7 separate regions of the Mus musculus genome follow, and all the other regions are linked to region 1. Evidence: chromatin contacts called from public HiCAR-type, HiChIP or PLAC-seq and promoter capture Hi-C data. All regions are on one chromosome and are shown on one strand. The core of a region is the stretch at or near the end of the contact, and the rest is flanking DNA. Distances in the headings are between cores, read along the strand shown.

Region 1 (3,511 bases), core at 82-2,581:
TGTGGCAGACACAAGGAACAGCTGAGGGGGTGTAACACACCCTACTCAGACCCTTCCCTGGGCCTGCTCCACCCTCAGGACTGTTTCCTGTGGTCCAACAGCAGCCCTGCCTGTCCTACTCTGGCTTCCAAGGAGGGAGCTCCATACTGTCACCTACAGAGCTGCTCCAGAACCCCACAGCTGAATTGAAAGGGGGAAAAAAAGCACGGATTTTAAATTTACACTTTTATGCTGGGCTACAGTGACAGCTATCCTGGAGTGTATGTGGTCCAAGGGCCGCACATGAGACACACCTGCAGAGAGTTTAAGCTGTTTGGCTTTTACCATATCTATCCTAAAGAACCCACCATCTTAGGGAAGAAGAAAGAAGAAAAGAGGAGGAGGAGGGGAGGAGAGGAGGGGAAGAAGAAAGAGGAAAGGAAGAAGAAAAAAGGAGGAAGGGAGGAGAGGAGGAGGAGGAAAAGGAGAAGAAAATCGTAGTAGTACCCAGGCTTGGGAGGTGGCAACAGGGGTCTTCCACAGAGCCTGGCTTCTCTGAGGGTCTGGAAACTGCTGGTAGACCCTCTCGGGATAAGGAACTACAGTCAGTGACTTCTATGCTTCTGTCCCAGGCTGCGTGGGACACTGAGGAGTCTAGTTAGATTGGTCTACTTTGAGCCTTGCTTGAATAGCTGTGTAATGTTTTGGTAAATTACATTTTACCATCATGACTAGTTTCAAGCTTAAAAAAGATTTCTAAGGTAGGTAAGCCGTTAATCCCAGTAGTCTGGAGGTTGGGGTAGGTGGATCTCTGCAAGTTCGAGGCCAGCCACTACACTGAGTGAGCTCCGGGCCAGCCAGCCAGAGGGACACATTCAGAAGACCAGCTCAAACAAACAAACAAAAACCAAATAAAGTAAAATTCTGCCTCCCCAACCTGGAACAATGGGTTGGTGGATGTGGGGTGGAGAGGGGTGCTAGGTCACTTTTTCACTTTGTCTTCCTGGACCTCCTGAGTCCCATCACTTCTCCAACTCTAAATCGGCCTGGGGACAACATGCTCAGCCAGCAGTTAAGTCCCGTGCCCTCCCACCTGGAGAAGGTGTAGAAAATAGGAGGAAAGGCCCAGGCGGCCTCGAGCCCGAAGGCATGAAGCCCCCGGGAACCGAGCACACACTGTCCTTCCCCGGGTGCCGCTCACCATCTGTTGTGACACGGGGGCCGAGACCTGAAAGAGCTTGGCAGCCCCGGTGAGCGCGAAGAAGACGCCAAGCAGAACCCGCAACACGCCTACCCTGAACGACATAGCAGCGCCCGCCTTCCTGGACGACTCTTCCTCCCTACCGGAAGACTACAGTCGGTCCGGCCCGCCCACCCGGTTACGCCCAACTTTCAGCCCCGCCCACTGATGGCCACCTCCGCTAAGACCCGCCCACTGAGGCCTTTCCTTACAGGCTGTACTCATTGTGGAGGGTGCGGAGTATCGGGTGTGTGTCCACGCGATCTGGCCTTCAAACCCACCCGTGCTAGAGGAATCTGACACCACCCAACTCCCTGAGTGTCTCTGGGTCTGCAGCTGTATGGAAGTTGCACAATGGCCTTCAGAAAGTTACTAGAAAATCAGTGAACCCTACAATTAATGAGCAATAAAGCAGTAACTGTAAGTTTTTCTGGTCCACCTATGCCTAAAATACCTGCCCCTCCCATTGCTCAACCAAAAGAAAAATGAGAAAGATATTTAAAGAATCCCTTACTTGGTTGCACTGGCAAACAGAGGACCAATTTTTTCCGGTTGTCGAGTTTTTTAACACACACCCATAAGGAAAATAATAACATTCTAGAAATGATTAAGCAATGTTCAAGGAATTTTCACAACAATTGAAAATTATATAAAACTAACACCTCGGGGTACAAGGGTGAAAGTGTTGACCTGCATCCATTTGTATACCATCTATGGCTGAGCCACTGAATACTATCTGACCTTTCATGAAAGCTGGCTACTGCCACGCATGATGTGCCTGTAATTCCCCAACTAGTGAGGATAAGGCCTGAGGACTGCCCAGAGTTGAATGAACTTCACAGCAAGAACTAGGCTAGTGAGGACTATATCGCAAAGGCCAGTCTCAAAATAAAATAAAATAAAATAATTCCCAAGCCCTGGTCTATGGGTCCAAAAGAAGCCCTATGGTCTCAAACCCTCCCACTGTTCATGCTTACTGGCCACGTACTTGGATCTGCTTCCATCTACATAACTCTCGGAGGGCTGGCGATATGGCTGGTGACTAAAACTGCTCATGTTTTTAAAGTGCACATGCCTACTTGGTCATGCAGGAAGGTACTGGTTGCTGGCCTAACTTAACTCTGTTTTGTCACTTTTTTTCCCCTGAGTCACTTTCTCCTGTGATAGATAACCTTGGAAAGACAAAACTCACCCAAAAGCATAATGACAGTGAAGAAGCAAAGCCAGCTCCAAGCAGCAGCGAGTCTGGCAGAGCAGACCAGGCCTTAAATGGGGCAAATGCCACAGTGATGAGGCTAAAACCAAACTGCTCCCTAAAGTGGGAACCATTTGCAAAACTAGAACTGAAAGAACCATCAATCAGACGACTGTCCTTACCAAGAAGTCCGACTGTCAGGCGCCCAACCCTCCACTGTTCCCTTTTCCTGTGATATTTCAGAGTCCCAGTTAGTCCTTCAAACTAAGGTGGCATTGTGTCCCAGCAGTCAGGAAGCAGAGGTAGTCAGATCTCTGAGTTCTAAGCTAGCCTGGTTGACATGAGTTCCAGGATAGCTAGGGCTATACAGAGAGGCCCTGTCTCAAACAAAACAAAACAAAAACTGCTGAGGTGGGTGGGGTCAATGAATCACAATTTGTTCTTCCCAGCCCAGTCTTGCTCTGCCCTTCACTGCTCACCTCTAACTGGTGTACTGGGACAAGTGGGTTGGCCTGGTCTCTTGGGGAACTCCGTAAACAAGACATTTCCTCTTGAAACTTCAAGAACAATCACCAACATAAAGGCTACATTTTCTCCCTTGTGTTATTAAAATTACATATAATTATGCTCAGTTCCACAATTCTTAAATCCCTGTACAACAAAGGAAAAATATTAAAACATTTAATCACTGAAAATACAGATACATTAGCAAATTGTATTTTAGGATACTTATACAAAATTTAACACAAAATTATACACTCTGATGATAAGCAATACGGATACTACTCTTTCTCCTTTGCTAACTTTTCTATCCTTGGAACTAATGATGTGACTGCCAGTCTTAGGGTGGGACCGCAAGTCCGAAGGTCTCTCTGTTTGGATGCAGTCAAGGCTGAAAAGGTGGCATCGCACAGACAGGTGCTTGAGAAGGGCAGCAGCAGCTTCAATGCCTTTTCATGGAGCTTGGGATAACTTGTCTTTGCATTGACCCAAAACTGTGTGACAGACATTGACTTGTGAACTGACTGAAATCCCGTATCGGCAGATAACACGGCGAGTTTCTCTTCCTCGGAGTCAGTGAGATTGTTACTGTGGTA
Region 2 (3,515 bases), core at 248-2,747, 1.9 Mb before region 1:
AAATCAAGCATACATGGAACATTAAAAAGACTGTCATACAGATTTCAAGACTGAAAAGGTAGGCAAACACATTTTCTCACACCAGATCAACTTCTGGGTAGACACCGCCTCTGAGCCCTATTGATTTTTCTGGTCAAAAAGTCTGTTGTGACTTTGCCCTCGGCAGCACGTTAGGAACCACAAGGTGCCTGCCAGTGGCTTAGCACAGCACGCAGTGCCCAGGGTGCCCCTAGAGCTGTTAGTGAGCTGCCTTCTCTCATCATCTGCATCTCAACTTTCAGCAGCGGTTGTGTGGAAGAACACGCCTTCTGCAATGCTGCTGCTAAGTGCGCCCCTAGCCATATGGACACACCCCTCGGAAGCGCGGCCCCTTCAGTAGGACATTTTCATTCTCTCTCCTATAACAAATATTCCTTCTCAATCATTACGATAACACGCACATACACACACCTCTCCCTTCCTGGGCAAAGAGAAAGAAAACAAAACAAAACAAAAAAAACCCCTGCTCACCCGGATATTCTGACTTAATGGACAGTTCCCTTCTCTTAGCACTCAGCCACCACCTCAAGCCACCTCAAGCAAGTAGGTATAGGGTGCTGAGTGCCATCAGACCGGTTGCAAGGCTGGTCTGAGGGTCGGTTACTCGTGATCGTCCGTCCTCTACCTCCTGCTGGGCACCATCCTCTCCTCCCTCAAGGTGTGTGACACCCGTTGCACCCGGGACGACCCCCGCGGCCACGCCCCCGCGCTCACCCGCAGTCAGGGGCCGGACACCAGCGGCAGTCGGGGTCCGAGGCCAGGTACCGGCGCAGCATGAACTCTTCGTACTTGTGCATGAGCGGCGGGTCGGCCAGCAGCAGACGGATGTCGTGTGGGTTGAGCCGCTCGCTGCACTCGGGGCAGCTGATGGGCACGCGGCTCTCGCTGATCTCCAGGCGCAGGTAGTGGCGGAGGCAGTCCCGGCACGAGCGATGCGGGCAGCTGAGGAGGCGCGGGGCCCGCTCGGGCGGCAGGCGCACCAGGCACAGCGGGCACTCCACCTCCTCCGCGCCGCCGCCCTCCGCCGCCTCGTCCTCCTCCGGCCCGGCAGCCACGGCCTCCGCCTCAGCCTCGGCAGCGGGCTCGGAGGGCAGAGCTTCCACCGGCGGGGCCTGAGCCTCAACCGGGGCCGGAGCGGGCGGCGGCGGCGGCGGCGGCGCAGCCGGGGGCGGCGGTTCGGCCTGAGGCTTGGTCCGGGCGCGGCGGCCGCGGGCCGAGGCGGAGAAGACGCTGTGGAAGGTGAGGCGCCGGCGCCGGCCGCCGCTGCGGCACTTAGGGTCGGGGGCGGCCGCATGGAGCGAGGTGGAGCGCGGCGACTCGGAGTCCTTCTCGGAGCCCATGGCCCGCAGAGGCTGAGGAGCCAGGGGCGCCCAGCGCCGCCGTAGCTCCCGCCTCAGCGCCCCCTCCCAGCCGGCGCCCCGGCCGCCGCCGCCGCCGCCACCGCCTCGGCAGTCCTCCCAGAGACAGAAGCCGACCAGCCGCTACGAAGTGGTTATAAAGCCTCCGCCCCGCGCGCCGCGGGCAACTGCGCAGGCGCCGGCCTCAGACACCTCACAACCCGCGCGGCCCCGCGAGAGGAGCTGGGCGGGGCCTGGAGGGCGGGGCCTGCAGGCTGCGGCGAAGCCCCGCCTTCTGCGGTCAGGTGGTCCGGCGCAGCCATATTTTGCACAGGCTCCACCCTCCGTTCCTTGTCCAGGAGTCAGGGGTCTTCTTTTCAATGAGGATGCCTTCATTTCGTCTGTAAAAAGAAGACGAGCGTTGATCTGGTAGTGATTCCCGCCGATCCACCGCCCAACATTTCTGTTGATGCTAGCCATTAAGTGGTAAGGAATATAGTCACTCATTGAAGATCCTCAAAGTGAGCCGCACTTCTAGATAAGACAGGCAGGCTCCCCTATCTTCAAGAATGAGTCCAGAGTTTTCATTCTAGCATTTGCTGTTTTCTGTCAACTAGTGAACTTACTCCTAAGCTGTATCTCTCAGGTACTCTGGTTAGTCACTGTTGGTAGAAAGAGGCCCAACAATTTCGCTTCTAGAAATGGTTTCTTTCAGTCCCCCTTCCCCAGTTCCTCTAACAAAAGACCCTTAGGCTTGGTGATGAGAAAAGCAAATACCTTCAACAGCAGCAAAGCCAGGTCAGGATTAGATTTTGGCTTAGAGAAATGAGAGAGGGAGGCTTATGATAGAGAATTTTCTTTCCATGAAAAATATGTCCGAAGATCGACAGTTCAAGCTTCTGTCTTAAGCTCACCTCATTCTGCCATATTCCAAACGGTGGGAAGAAAAATGTCTTATTTTAAGAAGACTGCTTAGGAAGTTCTGCCCAGTTTTGCTTGAATCTCATTGGTTAAAACAATCATCTTGATGCATCTTTCTTTAAAGATAAAAACAGTGTCTTGTTATTAATAAGGAATGGCAGTGAAGGCTTACAGTGATTCACTTGTCTAGCATGCCTTAAGGAGATGGGGGTGGGGATCGTGCAATGTAGGAACAGATATGTGAACATAGTAAGTTGTTTGATTTTTTTTTCCTGGCCAATACTTAAAACCAGATCCGCAACTCTTTAAACTTTTGAGATTACAACAACACAGCAAACGAAGCCCATTGGAAGAAATGTCCGGTAATGAAAACTAAGAACAGGGTCTAGTGGCCTAAGAAGGTATGATGTCATAGATGATCAAGCAGGTGTGATGTCATAGATGCCAAGACAATTTGTTTGCAAGAGGAAGTGGTCAGCCGTCAATTGTGACAAATGCTGCCAAGAACCCAAGAAAGAGAAGGACAGAAAAATATGACGGCTGGAATTGACAACACCAGGACTTTGTGTGTGTGTGTGTGTGTGTGTGTGTGTGTGTGTGTGTGTGTGTGTGTGTAGGGCAGAAGGGTAGTTTTCCTTAAGAAGAAAAGAGGTTTAATGCTAGATAGCTAAAACACACTTCCGTGAACACGTCACCAGCTCCAGCTCTTGCTGGGTCTGTATGACACTCGGCTAGGCTCTGTCTGTCGTGTTAACAAATATTCTAAATAGCTCGATGGCTTTAACGCAGGACATATTTTCCCCACCCGTGGAAACCTGCCTTGATGGTTACTCTTTGCTATCAATTTGGTTGGATTTAGAATCACCACAAAGGCACATCTCTGCTTGTGTCCGTAAGAATGGTTTCCCAGTAGCTGAAATGAAGAAGGTGAATAGTGGCACCGTCCCATGGGCAGAGGTTCTGGGACTGAGTCGACAGGAGGACGAAGCTGAACACCAGCTCTCTCTCTCTGCTTCCTGACTATGGATACAATGTAAGCAGGACCTCCTGTGACCAAGATTCCTCCTCCATGACAGCCTGTCCACTCAAACTGAGAGCCAAAATCAACCCTCTCTGCTGCTGTTGCTTTTATCAACTGTTTGTCAGAGAGTCAAGGCCTGCCTTCTCCAAGCTAAGTTACTTACTTAAAAAATTCTTTTTTTTTTTTGAGACAAGTGT
Region 3 (3,428 bases), core at 89-2,588, 1.5 Mb before region 1:
CTCAGCTCTGACTGGGCCGTCTCTCCCATACAACCTCCCTTGAGGGTCAGGGAGCATCATAAAACAGAGACAGAAAATGTATAAGAGATACAGGGAGTAGATGCCTGCAGTGAAAGATTCTTTGGTGGGCATGACAAGGCTGCTCCACTCATGAACTCGGTGGTAGGAGCTGAACCTGGTCTTCTGGAAGAGCAGCGCGTGCTCGCAGCTGCCGAGCCGTCTCTCCAGTCCTGTGTTCTGGATACAGCACTGGTAACTCACTTCCAAGCTCTGCAACTCTCCCTGCATCCCGAGGGCTTTTATCTAATTATCTATCTATCTATCTATCTATCTATCTATCTATCTATTTATCTTAAGTTGTATTTTCATGTAATTTAAAGTAATTTCTCTTGAAATTTCTTCCTTGACTCAAATATTTACTTGTATATTGTTTGAGCTCCAAGTATCATGGATTTTCCAGCTACCTTTCTGTTTCTGAGTCACTTCCATGTGATCCGAGGAGCCCACTTGTCACGATCCTGCCCTTTGACATTCGCTTAGTGTGTTTTGTGGCCTGGCATGTGGTTGCCGTGGCAATGAATGGTCCATGAGGGCAGATCTTGTACTCCTTCGTTAGAAGTTCTACCTTGCAGAATTCAGCCATCCCTCTGCTGTTCTGTCCCGCTAGTGAGTCTACACCGCTCATCGCTCTCTTCCCTTCAACTGACTTTGGTTTTGTCTGTTCCAAGAGCTGTGCTGACGTCACTGACTGTACTCACCCTCTTCTGCTTCTGTCAGTTTTGGACTGTGTTATTAGAAGTATGGAGGATCAAGGTGTGTGCAGTCCTTACCTGGATGAGAATTATCATGCCTTTGTGGAGTGTCAAACCCCTGTATCATATCATGAAGCCACTCTTCAGCCCTGGGAACTTCTCTTGCTCTGAAGTCTCCTGTTCTGAAATTAATACAGCTTCTCTTACTCCACCCCTCTTCATGTGCATGTGTATGGTGTGCATGCATGTTTGCATGTATGTTAGGGTGTGCTTATATGTGTGTGCATGTGTGTGTGCACACATGTGCATGTGTGTGCACATGTGTGTGTGCACGAGTGTGCATGTGTGTGTGTGTGTGTTTGGAGGCTTGAGGTTGATGCCAGGATTCATCTTTAATCACTCTTCTACCTTACTCATTGAGGCGGGCGGAGTCTCAGTCAGACCGAGAGATCACGGATGTGGCTAGTCTTACTAGCCAGCTTGCTCTTGGGATCCCCAGTCTCTGCCTTCTAAAGCTGGCACTACAGACAGGCCTCCATGATTACCCTGTATTTACATGGGCTCTGGGGTCTGAAGTTTGACCTGAACTGCTTGTGTGTCAAGAACTTTAACCACTGAGGCATCTTCCGGCCCACTTCCTTTTGGTTAGGGTTAAGTTGGTATCTCTTACTTCCTCCTTTGCCTTTTATCTGTAAGGTGTCTCTATATTTAAAGTGGATTTCTTAGTTACAGCATATATTTGGGTCATATTTTATACACTCTTGGCCTTTTACTTGGTTTGTTTATTTATCTTTGAGATAGGGTCTTATAGTATAATCCAGCCTGCTCCCAAACTTGCAATCCTCCTGCCTTAGCTTCCCAACTGCTGGGATTGCAGATGAGAATCACCATGCCAGCTAGTTAGTGTGTTTAGACCGTTGGCACCTGGGTTACTATTTTTAAGTTTTATGGTTTGATAATCCCAGCTCTCTGCCATCTGACACTGGTTCATGCTGATTGCTCTTCAAAATGTTGCTTGCCTTCCGGTATGCCTTGAAAGTTTTGGTTAAAAGGTGGCATATGATGTCTTGGGTGGAAGGAGCTATGTAAGTAAGTCTTTTAGAATACAGTGGCAGAGCATGTCTAGTGGGCAGTCTACAGCTCTGTGCTCTGGACTCTGAAATTCATCAGTATTTCTCAGGCTTCCCTTTGTGGGTGGGGCAGGCTGCTAGAAAGGGCTTCAGGCAGGCACTCCTGTCACCTGTGCAGAATAGTAGGGAAACAGAAGGGGCAGCTCCTTTATGTAAAGTAGGCTATGCTCCGGCACTCACTGTTCACAGAGTACACTGGTGTGTTTCACAGTGGTTCCTGTCCCTACTCCACCCCACCCTGCAGAATCATGAGGGGACTTTCCTGCGCATTCCCCTCATTACGAGGATGGATAGAGCTCTTGGAAGTGACACTCGGTAAAGCTCACCTGCCCTTGTCTTGGTGACTGGGTTTCCTGGAGCCTGACTCTCAGGTGGCCTGCCCTGTGCCTCTAGCTGTAGGGCTTTCCTGCCAGCACCGGTCCCTTCAGAGGTCTCCCCTCCAGTGAAGTCACCTCTCTTACTTCTCCAGCTTCGAGGGCAGGCCTAGGTGGTGTGGCCTCGCTTCTCTGATGGATCTAAGAGCTTTGAGTCTTGTTCGGCTTGGGTTTGTCCAGCTCACTTCTCGCTGAGGTGGAGCGATGATGTCTAAGCTCCTTCCTGGATTAGAAACTTGAGACGATCCTCATGGTTGTCTCATTCCTCGTCATTGTCAGTTGAATCTGCCTTTCTTCCGTGTTGGCAGTTCTGGCCCAAGGGGTTGAAGTCTCCGTTGTAGCGTGGTATCAGCTGGAGGAGCTGGCTAGAGTGAGGATTGTCTTAGAGTTTATCCATGCAGCTTCTTTGTTGATTGTAACTACTTCAGAGGCAAGCAGGCTTATAAATATGCTTATCAGTTATTTTTAAGGTCACAACATTTTATGTAATTTACTTCTGTGAAGCAAGAGCATTTTGAATAGTGTTCACCTGCTTTAGATACTTGTGTAGCCTCCCAGAATTCCACAAGACAGAACTCATTTCGTAGTGGAGATAGACCTCGTTCGGTAGCACAGACAGAATTCATATGGTAGTATAAATGCTGATTTGTTTCCTGAAGTCAGTCTGATAGTTTTCTTACTGTGTTAAAACCCTCTTTGGATCCTAAGAATCTGTTAACCCCATGGAACACGTTCACACTCAAGGTAACAGTCCTGTCCCATTGAGGGGACCACACCGATCTGATGGTTGATTTTGTGTAGGGACTGGAGCTATGCTCTGAAGACTCCAGGTCCTTCGAAGCAGTTCAGGAGTTCCAGAGGTTCCAGCTGCAGCCAGTGACCCACGGCTCTGAGGGCCAGCCCCGAAAACAGTGGGTGGAGAATGCACGTCCCGACCTTTCCAAGATGCCACCTGAGTCCTTGAAAGAGAGTGGTAAGTACCAAGGATATGGGGATAGAAGAGAGTGAGGCTTTTCTTCCCAAGGGATGGGCTTGGGGGTGGGGTGGGGAGAAAGGACATACAGAATTCAAGGTACACAGTGGGATAAATGTTGGATGGATGCTGTTATTGAGCCAAAGGTTGAGAAGCTCTGTGAGATGGGAGCAAGACCCGCTGGCTGGAGTCATACAGA
Region 4 (3,612 bases), core at 750-3,249, 1.8 Mb before region 1:
CTGGTATCCCAAAGCCAGGGAAGAGACTGGCTGGGCTGAAACTGCTCAGCTTGAGAAAAGAAGTCAAAGACGCTTGAGCATCATTAAATAGGCTTTAGTGGGTATCCTCCCACCAAGATTGTGTAACAGAATTCCACCAGGTGACTGTGTTACTGAGAATCCTCTAGTGGGGAGGATTTGGAAGATATGCTGCATTATCCGATTAAAGCGGATCGTGGAATGCTTCTCCTTAGAGTCCCACCCCTGAGGCGGCAACATCACCGTCCTCAGCAGCTAAGAGCTCTTGCTGAGGGCCTGGGTTTGATTCCCAGCACCCACGGTGGTGACTCACAATCGTGTGTAACTCCAGGTCCACAGGATCTGATGCCCTCCTCTGGCCTCTTGGTGCGCATGCACATGGTGCACATGCAGGCAAGATACTTGCACACAGACAATAAAATAATTGATTATTGATATCAATACTATCTTATTGATAGAAGACATCCAGGAAAATGTAGTTCTCAGCACGTGTATCTACCTATATTTCTTTCTCTCTATACAAACACACACACACACACACACACACACACACACACGACAATGGAGCTTGAGGAAAGGAAAATGTTTGGGTGGGGTCTTAGAGTATTAAACACACTGACCAGGGTCTTGCCCTCTTGTCAATGACAACGGAAAGGTTTAGGGGAGACTAGCTGCAGTTAAGGGCTATGTCCAATTGAGTACTCAAAGATTCGGATGTAGAAGACAAGAGGGGTCATCACCAGGCCTTGGGAATTCCTAGAAGCTTGTCTTCCCCTCCTCCAAATCTTGTCTAATTCTCCAAATCTTGAATCTTTAATTCCTGGTTCCACTCTCAATTGGCCCCTACTCTGGTTTAAATTTTAAAAAAAAGGTTCTTGTCATATCTGAACTTGAGGCCGACCTTAGACTCTCACCTCACATACCTTGATCTAATCTTGGCACCCAAACCTGCCCTCTGAACAATTTGCACGTCTTAAGCTTAACTCTCACTTTCATCATCCAACCGAGGCCCAGGCCTCACTCTAGATCTCAATGAACACCTGGAGCAGCAAGCCGCATCCCACAATGCCCCAAACATTCCAGAATTCTGTAGCTGCATTTAGAGTAGCTCACCCCTCCCACACACCCCACTTCGACTCCCAGGTTAGCTTTGATAGTGGTCCTTCCTTTGCCCAAAAGTCCAGAAGGAGCTGCTGTCTCCCATTCTGTCTCAGCCTCAGCCAGCATCTGGTCCAGCTGTAGCTTCCTCTCTCCATCATCCTATCCCACCTCGACCTGTCTCCCATCCAGATCTCTCTCAAGCCCATTTGACACAGTGATGCTCAAGGGACCCGCCCCTGCCCCGCCCCTCACAGGAGCCACGCCCCTTTGGCATTAAGCCGGCCTGTGGCCCTTGCCCCTATTGGAACCCTGACCCCACCTACAGCCCCGCCTGTCCGCCTCGCACCTGCAACTCCTCGAAGGCATCGTCGATGCCAGTGACCTGGTGTTGCTCGTGCAGCGCGGGCTCATCACAGAAGAAGCAGAGCAGTGCGCGGTCCGTGAGGCAGAAGAGCTTGACCTTGTCGTGAGCCTGGCAGGGTCGCGCGGCTCGGCGCGCGTTGAGGATGGCGTCCAGCGGGAAGGCGCTGTAGCGCTCCACGATGTTGGCCAGCTTGAGGCTGGGCGCGAGCGCGGGCTCGGCGAACGTGCGCCGGCACTCCGGGCAGTCGCGGGCGCCCTGAGCCTCCTGCCGCACCCAGTGCTCGGTGATGCAGCGGCGGCAGAAGTAGTGCTCGCAGCCCAGGCTCACCGGGTCCTGGTAGATGCTCAGGCAGATGGAGCACAGCAGCTCGTCCTTGAGGCTGCACGCCATGGCGCCAGGGGCGGCGCGAAGCGGAGCCCGGGAGGCCGGCGGCCGGCGCGGCGCGATTGGGGGCGGTACCCGGGGGCCAGGCCCACGGGGGCACGGGCGACAGGCGCCGGGGAGCGCGGGGGGAGCTGTCTGCGACGCCGGAGGCGCGAGGGCTCGGTGCCGAGTGGGTGCCACCCGGGATGCGAGCACCGGAGCTCGGTTTCGAGGTCCTAGGTGGCCACCAGCGATGGGCGCTGGAGGAGAGAGGCCGAGGGCGTCCCAAGGAAGGGGCTCCAGGCGAGGAGGATCTAGAGGACCAGACACTCCCAAGGGATAGATGCTGCGAGGAGGAGATCCCGAAGAGGGGCGGAATCCCGGGACCCGAAAAGCTTTGAGAGGGGGTCGAGCTGGGGATGGGGAATTCTGCGGGACAGAGCAGCCAGACCCAGCCGCACCGCGGCTTTGCCCGGCAGAGCAGAGGAGGGGTGCCGGCCCACTCAGCTGCCCGACCCTGGCCGCAGATCCCGGCCCCGCGCGGCCCCTTACCCGCACCAGCTCAGCGGCCACCGCTTCGGTCCAGCGCAGCCTCTCAACCCGGAACCAGCCGAGCCGAACTGCCCGGCGCCCAGGCTCCCTCTCCGCCCCCGCGGGCGGGACCCGAGCCGCTCCGCCCCCGCGGCGGGCGGGGGGAGGGGAGGGGCCTCCAGACCCCGCCTCGCTGCCACTGTGCTCCTGACCCCCAGGGACGGGAAAAACAGCTGTTTCTTCTGGGTCTGCACAGCTGTCAGGTTTGTTTAGGGTCCTGGCGGCAGGGGGCGAGAGGACAGCTAATGAAGAAAAAGTGAGAAGATAGCACCTAAGGAACATCTCTCCGGATGATCAATTTGAAGAACTAAGGGCAATAATAACTGAGTATTAAGACAAGACGGTGCTCTGTAGTCTGCATAGAATATATAATGTTTGCATAGATTGTAGTGATAAAATTAGAGACTTGCCCTGTTGGCATGGGCTAAGTTCAAAGTCGCCATTCTCCTAAACCTTTAGGTTCTATTTCCTCTTCCCTTTCTAAGGAGGGCTCTTAGTAGAAGATTGTGGAGAGAACCCTGCCTAACGTCTAGCTCAAAGGTTCTTTCCATTCATCGGATGTTTCTGCATTGCTGTGTGAGCATGTGTGTGAGTGTGTGTGTGTGTGTGTGTGTGTGTGTGTATAAGAAGTTGGAGTAAGAAAAAAAGTATAATGGGAGACCTTGTCATCTCTGCCAGATGGAGGGGAGGAAAGGGATTTCTAAGAAGGTGAAAGAGAGAGACAGACAGACAGAGAGACAGACAGAGACAGGGAGAACAGAAGCATGAGTGGGGGGGGGCACATGGAGACCTGCATGCTGTTCTGTTCTGTTCTGTTCTGTTGAGAGTGGGATAAGGAAGAAGTTTGGGGAAGGTGAAAGGCATGGGCATCTTAGAGAAGAATTTCTTGAAGGTGTTGGGCTTTCGAGCAGAAAAATGGCCTGCCTTGGTTTGGGTTTCTTGGTGTGCAAGATACACACTACATCATCAGTACAGTGAAGGAGGGGGACCCTTTGCATGCATGCAGTGCTAGGCACGGGTGAGCAACTGTGGCAAAGCCGAGGCCTGCAGGAGGAAGGAAAGGCTGGCCCCAGGGAGGTGGTTGCTGTCTCAGGACCTGCAAGAGGTCAGTTTGCACCGTGATTGTCTGTCAGGATAAGACCATCAGGAAAAAAAAAAAGCACCATGACAATTAG
Region 5 (3,477 bases), core at 199-2,698, 1.7 Mb before region 1:
CAGAGCCATGTTCTGAAAACAGCCCCTATCTCTCTAGGAGAGTAGCCTTCTCTGTGTTGTCAATACCATATCATTCCAGTTAATTTTTGCCGCTTGCTTATTGTGCCTCTGCCCTATGCCCGGAATTGTGTGCTTGATGCTTTGAGAAGGAACCAACGACCTCCGTGGGTCCCACCCTCCAGCTTCCCCAATGTGTGACATCCTGTGCTAAACTGGAATCCTCACGAGGACAGCGACTTTGTCCACACTTTTTAGAACTGTGTTCCCAGCCAACTAGCGCACGTGCCTATGAACTTATACTTCCCAGAAAGCAGGATGGTTTTTTGTGTCCTTCCTTCTCTGGGATGCTTAGGACGGCAGAGGCAGCCCTGATCCTCTAGGCCTGCAGGTGGACAGCAGAGTGTGCCACAGAAATCTAAGCGGGTTCGGAATCGGGAATGCCTGCCTCCTCAGGTAGAAGTGAAGTTTAGAAGTTGACACAGCCCGCGAGGCCGAATCAAGAGGACTTGGTGACTGATTGGCTGGGGAGGGTGAGGCGGGAGGAGGAGTCGCGCAGATGGCTCTGAGGTCTGGAGCTGGGGGGACAGGCGGTGCCACCTCTGATAGACTTTCTAGAAGTGCTGTCAGCTCCTGGTCGCCCCACCGCTGAGACTCAGGCCTAGGGTTGGGAAGCGGTGTCCTGGCTTGTGCAAACTTCTGCACCCCACCCCGCCCCCACGTCCTTTCTTCAGAAATAAATAACCAAAATCTTAGCAGGGATCTTGAGCCTGGCCGTTTGTCACCGGGTGTGTGTGTGGGGGGGGGGGGGAGCACCGTGGGGGTCTGCACCAGCTTGCGATTTCCCAAGGAGGGACACCCCCACCCCTCCCGAGAGCAGCGTGACCAGCCAGTCCCGGGTCCCCAGGCCACCGCCACCCGGGAGCGGAGTCTGGGCGGGACAATGGCCGCGGCCGCCCGGGCCCCGGGAGCCCCCGTGCTGGGGAAGGGGCTGTCCTAGGGCCGGGCGCCGGTGCCCTCCCCGCGCGGCTCGGGCGGGCGGAGGGGGGCGCGGAGTTCCTTTGTGGCTCAGCCTCCGGCGCGGCGCGGCGCGGGCAGGGGGCGCCGCGCAACTTTCCTTGGCGGCGGCGGCGGCGAGCGCGAGACGAGGCCCCGGGGCCGAGCGGGGGCCCCCAGCGCGCGGCCCGTCCCCGCCCCGCCGGCCCCCTCCCCTCGCCGTCGCCAGCGCCGGGCGCTGCCCACTCGCCGGAGCCCCGGGGCCGGGCGGGCTGCGCAGCCGAGAGGCGGGGGGCCGGACGCGGCTCGCTCGCGGGGCCCAGCGCGCCGGGGCCGCGCGGCTGCACAGCCGGCCTCCGCCGCCGCGGCGCCTGCAGAACCCAGAAGTGAACAGCAGGCGACCCGGAAGGTTTGCGCGCCGCTCCGCACCGAGCCCCAGCCGCGCGCCGCCGCCACCGCCGCCACCGCCGAAGCCGGGAGCCCCCAGCCCGGCCCTACTCGGGCCGCCGGGCTCGGGGCTGCGGCCGCGTCCCGGAGCGCCGCCAGCACTGCCAGGTCCGTGCGGGCCCGGGGCGCGCGGGGGAGCGGGCCCGCCCGCGGGAAAGTTGCGCCGAGTTGCGGGGCGGGGGCCGGGCGGGCGCGAGCGCTGTCAGCGCGGGGCGGCCGCGCTGCGTGGGCCCGGGGGTCGCCGGTGCCTCGGGCCGGGCCCCGGGGCGGCCGTGGCTGCGGCGGCTGCGCGCGCGGGGTAGGCAGCGTCTCCCGCGGCGTGTCTGGGGTTCGTCTCCGAGTGTGTGCGTGTGTGTTTTCCTAAGCCGGGCTATTCAAACCTGCTGCAATTCTCCGGTAAACAATGATTCATGGGGCTTAATGCAAATAAACGGATTGCAAACGGCGCGGTTCGCGCACTTTGCAGCCGGCCCGGTGGAGCGGCCAGTGCCGGATTTCTCCGTTTTTTTGCAGATCTGCAGAATATGGCGTCCCTGTCCTGTTTTAAAAATAAGCCAGGCTGCCATTTTTGTTTTTCTTTTGTCTGAAGATTTTAATAAAACTGTCTGAGAATGTGGGAGAGGCGGCTGGAAGCAGAGGGGGCACCCGAAGGGTTGGCTTTTTTCCTTTTCTTTGGAGAGAGCCGGGAGCCTTTCGGGGAGGTGAGACACAATACAATTACACTTTAAAGGAAAAAATAAGGGGGAGAGAAGCTGCCGGGTGATTTGGGGGGAGGGGGCTGGGAATTTAAAGTTAACTCTGAAAGTTTTCTTTTCTTTCTTGCTTTTTTTTTTTTTTAAGATTTTTTTTTTCTTCCCCTGAGGGCCCTGAGATGCCGCGAAAGGATATGGGGGCCCATTTCTCTGTTTCTTCCCACCTAGCTAGTCGCCTTTGCAGGGTTTTTGGGAAAAGTTAACTGCCGGTTTCCCCAGAACTGCGTGGGTGGGGATGTCGTGTGTGTGTGTGTGTGTGTGTGTGTGTGTGTGTGTGTGTGTGTAGGGCTGAGGTGAGAGGTTTTGGGAGGAGTCGTTTGGACGAGGCTCTGTATCAAAGTGGTATTGTAAGGAACTATATTGTAGCCCCAGATTTGGGGGAGTTGGCTGGCTCTAGGGGCATAAAGTGGGCCCAGGGTTTGGAGCTAAGATCCCTGTCATGAGGACATGACCCTTCTTGCCACCCTGTCCTCCAGCAGTGTGGATCCTTTAGGAGCTGTGTGTGTGTTGGAGATGGAGGGAGGCTTGCCCCTTCATGGGTGGCCAGAGCCCCCTTGGTGGACAGGAAGTTTTGGTAGCCCCCTCTTGGGGCAAGTCTGGTTGATTGCAGTGGAAGAACCCCCTTCAGGTATGGGTGGTCTTCTTAGCCTCCAGAGATGGCCTCTGTTGATGAATGTCCTTAGTGGTGGGTTTTTAGCTGGGTACAGGCCTGCAGCTCCTGTGGGTCCCGATATACATAGGAGTAGCTGACTGCCTGGCCCTTGTGTTCTGGGCCTGTCCTCTGCTTGTGTTAACTCCTTTCTGCCACCCGGCCTGCCACTTTGAAGTCTCCTGATTGGACATCAGTTGAGTTTCTGAAGTGGCTGACTGGACTGGCTGGTGACTGTACAGGCAGCAGAGTGGTATGAGGCCAGGCCCATAAAATCTGAATGTGGTCTTTTCCCCTTTTGGGGGAGACTCTGTCCTAGGAGGATGCTCTGAGCCTTTGTGCTTATCTAGGGCCCTCCCCCCATTTCCTGGAGGGAAAAGTCTCCTTTCAGAGCGGTGTCCTGGCTTCACCAGGCCAATGTGAGCTCCCCAAGGGCAGCCAGTGGGAACAAGGCCTGAGAGCGTTGAGCTGCAGAGCTAGGCATGCCTGGGTCACCCGGTTCTGAACCAACAAGGTTTTAGATGGAGAAACTGAGGCCCAAGAGTCACTACTCTGCCCAGTAGAGGAGAGCTGAGACTGGAACCCACGTTTGGGTTCTCTGTTTTGGAGCGCTCTCACCCCCAGCATGGTTTGCTT
Region 6 (3,566 bases), core at 1,056-3,555, 2.0 Mb after region 1:
GAACTCACTCTGTAGACCAGGCTGTCCTGGAACTCAGAAATCTGCCTGCCTCTGCCTCCCAAGTGCTGGGTTTAAAGGCATGCACCACGATGCCCGGCTGGCACCTAGTTTTCAAGTTAGACAATAGATACCTGGAAAGCCAGGCAGGGTGGCACATTCTTGTCACCACAGTATGCAGAAGGTGTGTGGGGGGGTTAAAATTCAAGGATAACCTCTGCTACATAGTGAGTCAAAGCTAGGTTGGAATCCATAAGACCCAGTCTCTAAAACCAAAACAGGGCTGGAAAAATTGCCACTTAGAACACTTGTTGCTCCTACAGAGAACCCAGGTTCAGTTCCCACATGGCAGCTCACAACAATCCATTCTCCAGTTCTGGGGGGAATCTGACCTCCCAGGGCTCCAAGCATGTACGTGGTATACAAAATTACGTGAAAGCCAGGCAGTGGTGGCTCACGCCTTTAATCCCAGAACTTGGGAGGCAGAGGCAGGTGGATTTCTGAGTTTGAGGCCAGCCTGGTCTACAGAGTGAGTTCCAGGACAGCCAGGGCTATACAGAGAAACCCTGTCTCGAAAAACAAACAAACAAACAAACAAACAAACAAACAAACAAACCTGCAAAAGATAACAGAGATGCAGCTTTAAAAATTATTGTTGGGAGCTGAAGAGAGAACTCAGTGTTTAAGATCACTGGCCACTCTTCCAGAGGATCCTGGTTTGATTTCCGACACCCATGTTGAAGCTCACAACCATCTGTAACTCCAGTTCCAGGGGTCCTAAGCCCCTTGTGGCCTCCTGGGGCACCAGGCATGCATACAAAATTCCCATGCACATCAATACGGTAATTAAAAACTAAATAAAGTCAATAAAAATTATTGTTATCTCTTTTTAGACTGAATGTATGTAGCTATGTTGGTGGTATCTTTTACTATAAAACCATTTTATTAAAACAGCCAATGTCCTTAGAAGACAACTGCATTTGCTTAGACAGGTGAGATATGACTGAAGTATTGACACACAGTAATTAATTCTTACTTTTGAGTGTTTTGGCTTCCTGAGCCTCAGTTTCCCTATATGCAAGCATGCTGGTGACATAATAGACTTTGTCTTCCTGTGTGCAGGTCCTGGGTTCCCTTTCTCCCTCTCCTGGGCACCTCTCTCTTCTCTAGCACACACACATGCATTCGTGCATGCATGCAGGCACACTGACAGCCAGGCTCCCTTCCCTCTGCCCTGAGTCACTAGTGTCCCCCAGAATGCTCATAGTGGTCCCTGGTGCTACAGAGTGGGAGCTCCTATTTTTTTTTTCCAAGACAGGGTTTCTCTGTGTAGCCCTGGCTGTCCTGGAACTCACTCTGTAGACCAGACTGGCCTTGAACTCAGAAATCCTCCTGCCTCTGCCTCCCAAGTGCTGGGATTAAAGGTGTGCGCCACCACACCCAGCTGGGACCTCCTATCTTGATCTACATGGCTGAGGCCCTTCAGCTTTTTCCTGCATTTCTCAGAGGTAAATGGAGCAAGCATGATAACTCACACCTATAACCTCAGCACACAGGATCCTGATGGATGGGGCCACTGGGCTGTTTGAGGCCGGCATGGGTTACATAGCTTGACCTTGTGTCAGAAAGAACAACAAAAGCCAAAGAAAACAGAAGGTCCCTGAGCACAAGGATCTGTCCAATATCTAAGCCCCAGGATGATAATGTACAGGGCTGTGCTCGACTGAGGGATCTTGACCTCTTGAGGATAAGGGACAAGATGAGTTTTTGCAGTCTGCTTGATAGCATTCTTCACGGACTCTCCCATGGCGATTGGTGTCAATGTCCCTCCTTTTCCTGGCATTTCCTCCACCACTATGCAACTTGTGGTGGTGGAGCCCTCCTGTCTTGGGAAGGTATTTACTTCAAGAAAAGTGTCCCTGGTCCTGAGTGTGACTCTATCGCTGAACAGGCTTCAGTTCACAACCTATGTGACTGAACTGGAGTGGCCGGATCTCTGCCGGCTGTGGCCTCAACTTGTGCAACTAGAAACCTGGACCAAGCCGGTGGACGTGTCAAGTTGTTGAAGTGAACCTGCGAGGCCGTTCTATTCCGGTTTTGCATGGTGCACGGAACCTGCTTCTGCAGAGCCGGCGTTAAGCAGTCGGGTGGTACAAGCCTGGAGCCGCCCAGACTTCGTGTGGCCAGGGGCGTGGCTAGAGATGCTGGGGCGGGACTTGTTCAGAAACGGGGCGGAGCCGGCTCCGACCTACCGTGGGGCGGGGCAGGAGGGAGGCGGAGCAGGAAGGGGCGGCGGCCCTGCCCGGCTTCCGCGTCATTGCCCTTAAAGCACCTGCCCGCCTGTCGCGGCTACGAAGGTGCCGTCAGAGCCCGAGACTCGGCTCCATGGACACCTTACAGACGACGTCCGGCGCTCAGCGGGGTGAGTGCTACCGGGTGGAACGGGTGCTGCGCTGCGTTGGGTCTGACTCCGGGAGGGTCGCGCGCGGGCAGTGTCTCCATCGCTGGGACCCCGCTGAGTTCACCCTGGTGCGTGGAACGGGGTGTCTTGGGGCACCCGGCGTTCTCCGGGCTCTAGCCAGGACCTCCTCGCGTCACCGGGCCCGGTAGCCAACCAGAGTCGCCCAGCAACTTTTCTCTCCGTGGGTCACCCCGGAAACTTGTCCTTCCCAGAATAGAACTCTGTCCCTGAGCCGAAGTATGAGACTCGGAGACGAAGGCGGTGGCCACAATGGGGAAGCCCCTGGGTCCCCTGCGCACTTCCAGCCCCAGTTTCCTTCTGAGAGCCCCGCCCCTGCCTCTTGGGTCCCTTGGGTTGGCATGGAACAGAACGGGGTTTGGGGGTGGAGTCAGACCAAGTTCAAATGTTTGTATCACAAACTTTGAGTTGATGATCTTGAGTAAACGCTTACTGCCTGTGCCTCGGTCTCCCTCTTGTAAAAATAACTAATGCTGAGAGCTCTTTGAGAGCACAGCGTGGGCTGACACGTGAGAATGGCTTTGAATAGCGTCTTCTCAGTTCGTGTTGCCCCATTCTGTGGAAGAGAGTCTGAAAGAGACCTATATTGGGCATTGCTTGCCCTTAACCCTGTGGTCTGGTCAATAGGAGCTGTGATGGACACATTCCAAGAATGTGAAATATGAGTGACCCTTGTGGAACGAAGCCTGTCCAAGAATCCAACCCCACCATGAGTCTGTGGAGTCTTGAGGACAGACACAGCAGCCAGGGTCGACCTCAGCCAGACCAGGATCCTGTGGCTAAAGAGGCCCCTACTTCCGAGCTGCAGATGAAGGTGGACTTTTTCCGTAAACTGGGGTACTCGTCCTCTGAGATCCACAGTGTCCTGCAGAAGCTGGGAGTCCAAGCAGACACCAACACGGTGCTAGGGGAATTGGTGAAGCATGGCTCAGCTACTGAACGAGAATGCCAGGCCCTGACGGCCCCCAGCCCCCAGCCCCCTCTGGTGCCCCGGGGTGGAAGCACCCCCAAGCCTTCCACTCTAGAACCCTCACTCCCAGAGGAGGACAGAGAGGGCAGCGACCTGAGACCTGTGGTCATCGACGGAAGC
Region 7 (3,459 bases), core at 773-3,272, 1.8 Mb before region 1:
ATGACTTGCTTTTCTCTAAGAACATCTTGGCTGTTCTTCAGGAGATGTTACAGATGGGTTAGTGGCTTTGTTTTGTTTCTTTCTTTCTTAAGACAAGGTCCCCTGTAGCCCAGGCTGGCTCTGAACTCCCCTTGTAGCCAAGGATGACCTTACACTTCCAAGCCTCCTGTCTCCACTCTTACTCCTGAATGCTGTGATTATAGACAATACCAACATATCCTGTTTAGTTGGTGCATGCCAGGATGCTCTCTGTTAACTGAGCTACATTCTCACCCCCAGACATACTTCAAGCAATAATTAAAAGGCAGTTTAATTAAGTGAGACTCTATAGATTTCTACCAAATAAAACTTGGGATATTCTTGGCAAGTCAGTAGCATTTATGAGGTACTTATTATATGCCAAGGGCTCTCCTTTCCTTCTTTATTTTTTAAAAGATTTATGTGTATGAATGTTTCACTTGCATGCATATGTGTACCACATTTGTGCCTGGTGATCAGGGGAGTCAGATGAGGGTGTGGAATTAGGTGGAGTTCCCACGTGGGTTCTAGGAATTGAACCTGGTCCTTCGAAAGAGCAACAAGTGCTCTTAACCTCTGAGCCATCTCTCCAACCCTACCAAGGGTTTTCTTAAAATTTGTAATTTTTTTTCTTGTTTTTTTGAGACAGGATTTCTCTGTGTAGCTCTGGTAGTAGATCTCTGTGTAGAATAGGCTGGCTTCGAACTAAGAGATTTGCTGGGATTAAAGCTATGGGCCACCATGCCTGGCTTAAAACTTGTAAACTCTTTTTTTTTTTTTTTTTTTTTTTCCGAGACAGGGTTTCTCTGTATAGCCCTGGCTGTCCTGGAACTCACTTTGTAGACAAGGCTGACCTCGAACTCAGAAATCCGCCTGCCTCTGCCTCCCAAGTGCTGGGATTAAAGGCGTGCGCCACCACATCCGGCTAAAACTTGCAAACTCTTAACGTAGTATACATAACAGGTACAACAGGGCATTAATCATATGTGTATAACTCAAGGAGCGCGCGCGCGCACACACACACACACACACACACACACACACACACACACCTGTAACCATTACCAAGCACCGGAAAGGTTCCATTCTGTCTCTTCCCAGTCAGCAGCCACATGCGCAGAGACAAGCAGCATTCGGACTTCTACCCGGAGAACTCTTGAATTAGCTTCTGAGCAACACCCTGCGCATGCTAAGCACTCCAAGGAGCCCGGCTCTCAGTCCCTGCCCTTGGAGTGCACAAAGCTGAGATGTTTTATCAGGCAAAAAAAAAAAAAAGGAAAGCAGGTGCGGGTATCTCAGCAACTGATATTAAGGCTCAAGGGAAGGAGGGGAGGGGTCAGACAGAGACAAGGACTGTGAGTCCCATTGCGTTTCGGGGCCAGGGATGGTCCGATAGAGGAAGATATTACACTGGACTCTGATGGATGAACAGGGATTTGTGTATAGAAGAGGAGACATGCTTTGAGTCGAAGCCACATTTCACCAGAGTCTTGTGGATTCTGAGAATGAAGGCATCACCCCGAGCTCGTGAAGCCACAAAAATTCTATTTGAATACATTTTAGCTGGCATTTGAGTTGGGAGTTTAAAATGCCTAGAAGAGGCGATTAAGTAAAAGGTCATATTACAAAATAAGACAGGAGAGGTTTGGGCTCCAAGGGCGGAGCCAGAACTTCACCAGGGGAGGAGCAGGGGGCCATCGACTTCAGCCAGGGACAGAAAAGTTTTCCGGAGTCACTTTTTGAGACGCAGGACGCAGGATCTGCGGCTCAGACCACGTAGACGCCTAGGATTCGAAGGATTTCCCCGCGTGGACCTCCGCGGACATCAGTCAGCCAGCTTGCTTAGCTGCGCAGCTTTGCGGAGCAGCCTCGCAGGGCTGAATGCTTTATGTCCGAATCGACCAATGGGCTGGCGGCACCCGGTTGCCCTGGCTACGGAGCAGGCAGGGGCGGGGCCAGGGCACCGGGGCGGGGCTAGGGCGGGGCTTATATAAGCGAGCGGCGGGCGCAAGGCGGGGCGTGGGGTCGGTGGCTGCTGGGCGCGCGGGGCGCAGGCCGCGGGGCCGGAGCCGGGGGGAGCGAGCGAGCGGAGGCGCCGAGGATCCGATTCACTCGCTGGGGAGACCTATGGGCCGAAGCCGTGTAAATGCGTTTTAAGGCGAGTGCAGGAGATGGCTGGGGGGGAGCCTCGGGGAGCGGGCGTCCTCGGCTTTGGGCGCTGACCCTTCCCCCGGCCCCCCTTGCCTCCTCTCAGCAGGGGCCTCGGCTCCGCAATTGCCACTCCTCCTCGGGGTGTTGCACAAGTTTCGAGGTCACCGGCGACCCCCCCTAGCAGCGCGCCTGGCTCTGGCCCCCGCGAAGGAGGACGGGGCTTGGTAAGGAGGCCTGGGGTTGGGGTGCGGGACCCCCGCCCTGCACTTGAGAGAGCCGTCCCGCGGACAGAACCCACCCGTGGCTCATAGAGCATTCTTAGTGTGTCAGGACCAACCTTTTATAAATGGGGAAACTGACCCAAGGTCATGAAGCAGAGAGCCGACTCGAACTCAAGCTCACGGGTTTTGTTTTTTTTTTTTTTGGCCCTTTAGGTAGGTGTAGTCTGGACTGGAGAAATCCTTCAATTGGAAGGAGACTTCCCCAACTAGGTTTCTCAGATCTGTCCCCACATTTTTTTTCTTCCAATTTCAAATTTCAGAACTGGAAAAGAACTCCAAACCAATCCCATTTAACAGATGGGGGTAATTGAGGCTCTAGCAGACATAACTTCACCATTCCCAGCGAACCTCGGCTTCTCAGGCTTGGGCAAGGGCACAGAACATGACTGGGCAGGGACCGTAGGCCTGGGGAGGTGAGGGATGCAGCCTGTTCCCCAGCGGTTTCCTCCATCTCCCTCTCCCCACAGTGTGTTGCATACTTTCTAAGGCGGTGGCCAAGGCAGCCAGCGGTGCTCCAAGGCAGCGGTTTCCTCCAGCCCCTGGGCTCCTCCTGCTCAGCATGGCTGGCTATCTGAGTGAATCGGACTTTGTGATGGTGGAGGAGGGCTTCAGCACCCGGGATCTGCTGGAGGAGCTCACTCTGGGGGCCTCCCAGGCCACCTCGGTGAGGGGATGGAAATGGGTGTGGGTTGGTTGCCTGTCCTCTTCTCTGTAGGAGACCTCCCATTCTCTCGGTATTGGTATTTGTTTACTTGATATTTACTAGATTGTCCCCTTTATCTCCAATTCTTGGTCCTTGCCCCCACATCTGCCCTCCCTGTGTTTCCTGACTTGAGAAAAGAACAGTATCTCCACCTTCACGGTCTCCCCAGCACTCCAGGTGGGAACTTCGGAGTACCTGCCTTTTGCGCTCTCCCCTTCTACACTCAGGCATACCCAGCTCCAGGAACTTCACGGGAGAACCTCCCTTGTGGTTGGTCCTCTTCTCTCCGAAGCCCCCAGGACCTTC

The links. Promoter capture Hi-C pulls out the DNA fragments that hold promoters and counts their contacts. HiCAR-type assays count read pairs that join an accessible place to other places. HiChIP or PLAC-seq counts read pairs in DNA pulled down with a chosen protein or histone mark.
Region 2: a promoter capture Hi-C map of hippocampal neurons shows a contact between it and region 1, with 4 times the contacts expected there. The contact joins the promoter of 1700086P04Rik here to the promoter of Tmem35b in region 1. A contact is called at or near these places in 2 of 39 promoter capture datasets (cranial neural crest and hippocampal neurons).
Region 3: an H3K27ac HiChIP or PLAC-seq map of large pre-B cells shows a contact between it and region 1, with 5 times the contacts expected there. The contact joins the enhancer-like site here to the promoter of Tmem35b in region 1. A contact is called at or near these places in 4 of 39 promoter capture datasets (the 3T3-L1 cell line, the C10 cell line, hippocampal neurons and 1 more), 1 of 115 datasets of contacts at active chromatin or transcription factors (large pre-B cells) and 1 of 9 other capture datasets (liver).
Region 4: a HiCAR-type map of astrocytes shows a contact between it and region 1, with 3 times the contacts expected there. The contact joins the promoter of Trim62 here to the promoter of Tmem35b in region 1. A contact is called at or near these places in 1 of 39 promoter capture datasets (liver) and 1 of 115 datasets of contacts at active chromatin or transcription factors (astrocytes).
Region 5: an H3K27ac HiChIP or PLAC-seq map of large pre-B cells shows a contact between it and region 1, with 8 times the contacts expected there. The contact joins the promoter of Zfp362 here to the promoter of Tmem35b in region 1.
Region 6: an H3K27ac HiChIP or PLAC-seq map of bone marrow-derived dendritic cells shows a contact between it and region 1, with 4 times the contacts expected there. The contact joins the promoter of Zc3h12a here to the promoter of Tmem35b in region 1. A contact is called at or near these places in 2 of 39 promoter capture datasets (cranial neural crest and liver) and 1 of 115 datasets of contacts at active chromatin or transcription factors (bone marrow-derived dendritic cells).
Region 7: a contact with region 1 is called in a promoter capture Hi-C map of hippocampal neurons, with 2.5 times the contacts expected there. The contact joins the promoter of Azin2 here to the promoter of Tmem35b in region 1. A contact is called at or near these places in 2 of 39 promoter capture datasets (cranial neural crest and hippocampal neurons) and 1 of 115 datasets of contacts at active chromatin or transcription factors (embryonic stem cells).

The regions. Positions count from the first base shown.
Region 1 is chr4:127,123,863-127,127,373 of GRCm38.p6, reverse strand. It overlaps Tmem35b (transmembrane protein 35B), which reads right to left and starts at 1,331. Exons shown (of 3, transcript NM_001099319.2): 1 at 1,181-1,331. The coding sequence starts at 1,285. Zmym6 (zinc finger, MYM-type 6) reads right to left here. Exons shown (of 14, transcript NM_001285885.1): 14 at 3,000-3,511. The coding sequence ends at 3,197.
Region 2 is chr4:129,056,135-129,059,649 of GRCm38.p6, reverse strand. 1700086P04Rik (a long non-coding RNA gene) reads left to right here and starts at 1,497. Exons shown (of 2, transcript XR_868180.3): 1 at 1,497-1,862. Rnf19b (ring finger protein 19B) reads right to left here and starts at 1,506. Exons shown (of 9, transcript NM_029219.2): 1 at 754-1,506. The coding sequence starts at 1,379.
Region 3 is chr4:128,592,136-128,595,563 of GRCm38.p6, reverse strand. It overlaps Zscan20 (zinc finger and SCAN domains 20), which reads left to right. Exons shown (of 8, transcript NM_177758.4): 3 at 3,058-3,229. Among named protein-coding and RNA genes, the nearest start is that of Zscan20, 16 kb to the left of the region's middle. Within about 2 kb of position 1,338, at least 54 of the 459 cell types and tissues checked have an H3K27ac peak or open chromatin away from gene starts, as enhancers often do.
Region 4 is chr4:128,882,431-128,886,042 of GRCm38.p6, reverse strand. It overlaps Trim62 (tripartite motif-containing 62), which reads right to left and starts at 1,999. Exons shown (of 5, transcript NM_178110.3): 1 at 1,466-1,999. The coding sequence starts at 1,873.
Region 5 is chr4:128,804,083-128,807,559 of GRCm38.p6, reverse strand. It overlaps Zfp362 (zinc finger protein 362), which reads left to right and starts at 1,448. Exons shown (of 9, transcript NM_001081098.1): 1 at 1,448-1,548.
Region 6 is chr4:125,126,620-125,130,185 of GRCm38.p6, reverse strand. It overlaps Zc3h12a (zinc finger CCCH type containing 12A), which reads left to right and starts at 2,305. Exons shown (of 6, transcript NM_153159.2): 1 at 2,305-2,419; 2 at 3,104-3,566. The coding sequence starts at 3,138.
Region 7 is chr4:128,961,018-128,964,476 of GRCm38.p6, reverse strand. Azin2 (antizyme inhibitor 2) reads left to right here and starts at 2,022. Exons shown (of 11, transcript NM_172875.4): 1 at 2,022-2,176; 2 at 2,273-2,393; 3 at 2,918-3,114. The coding sequence starts at 3,010.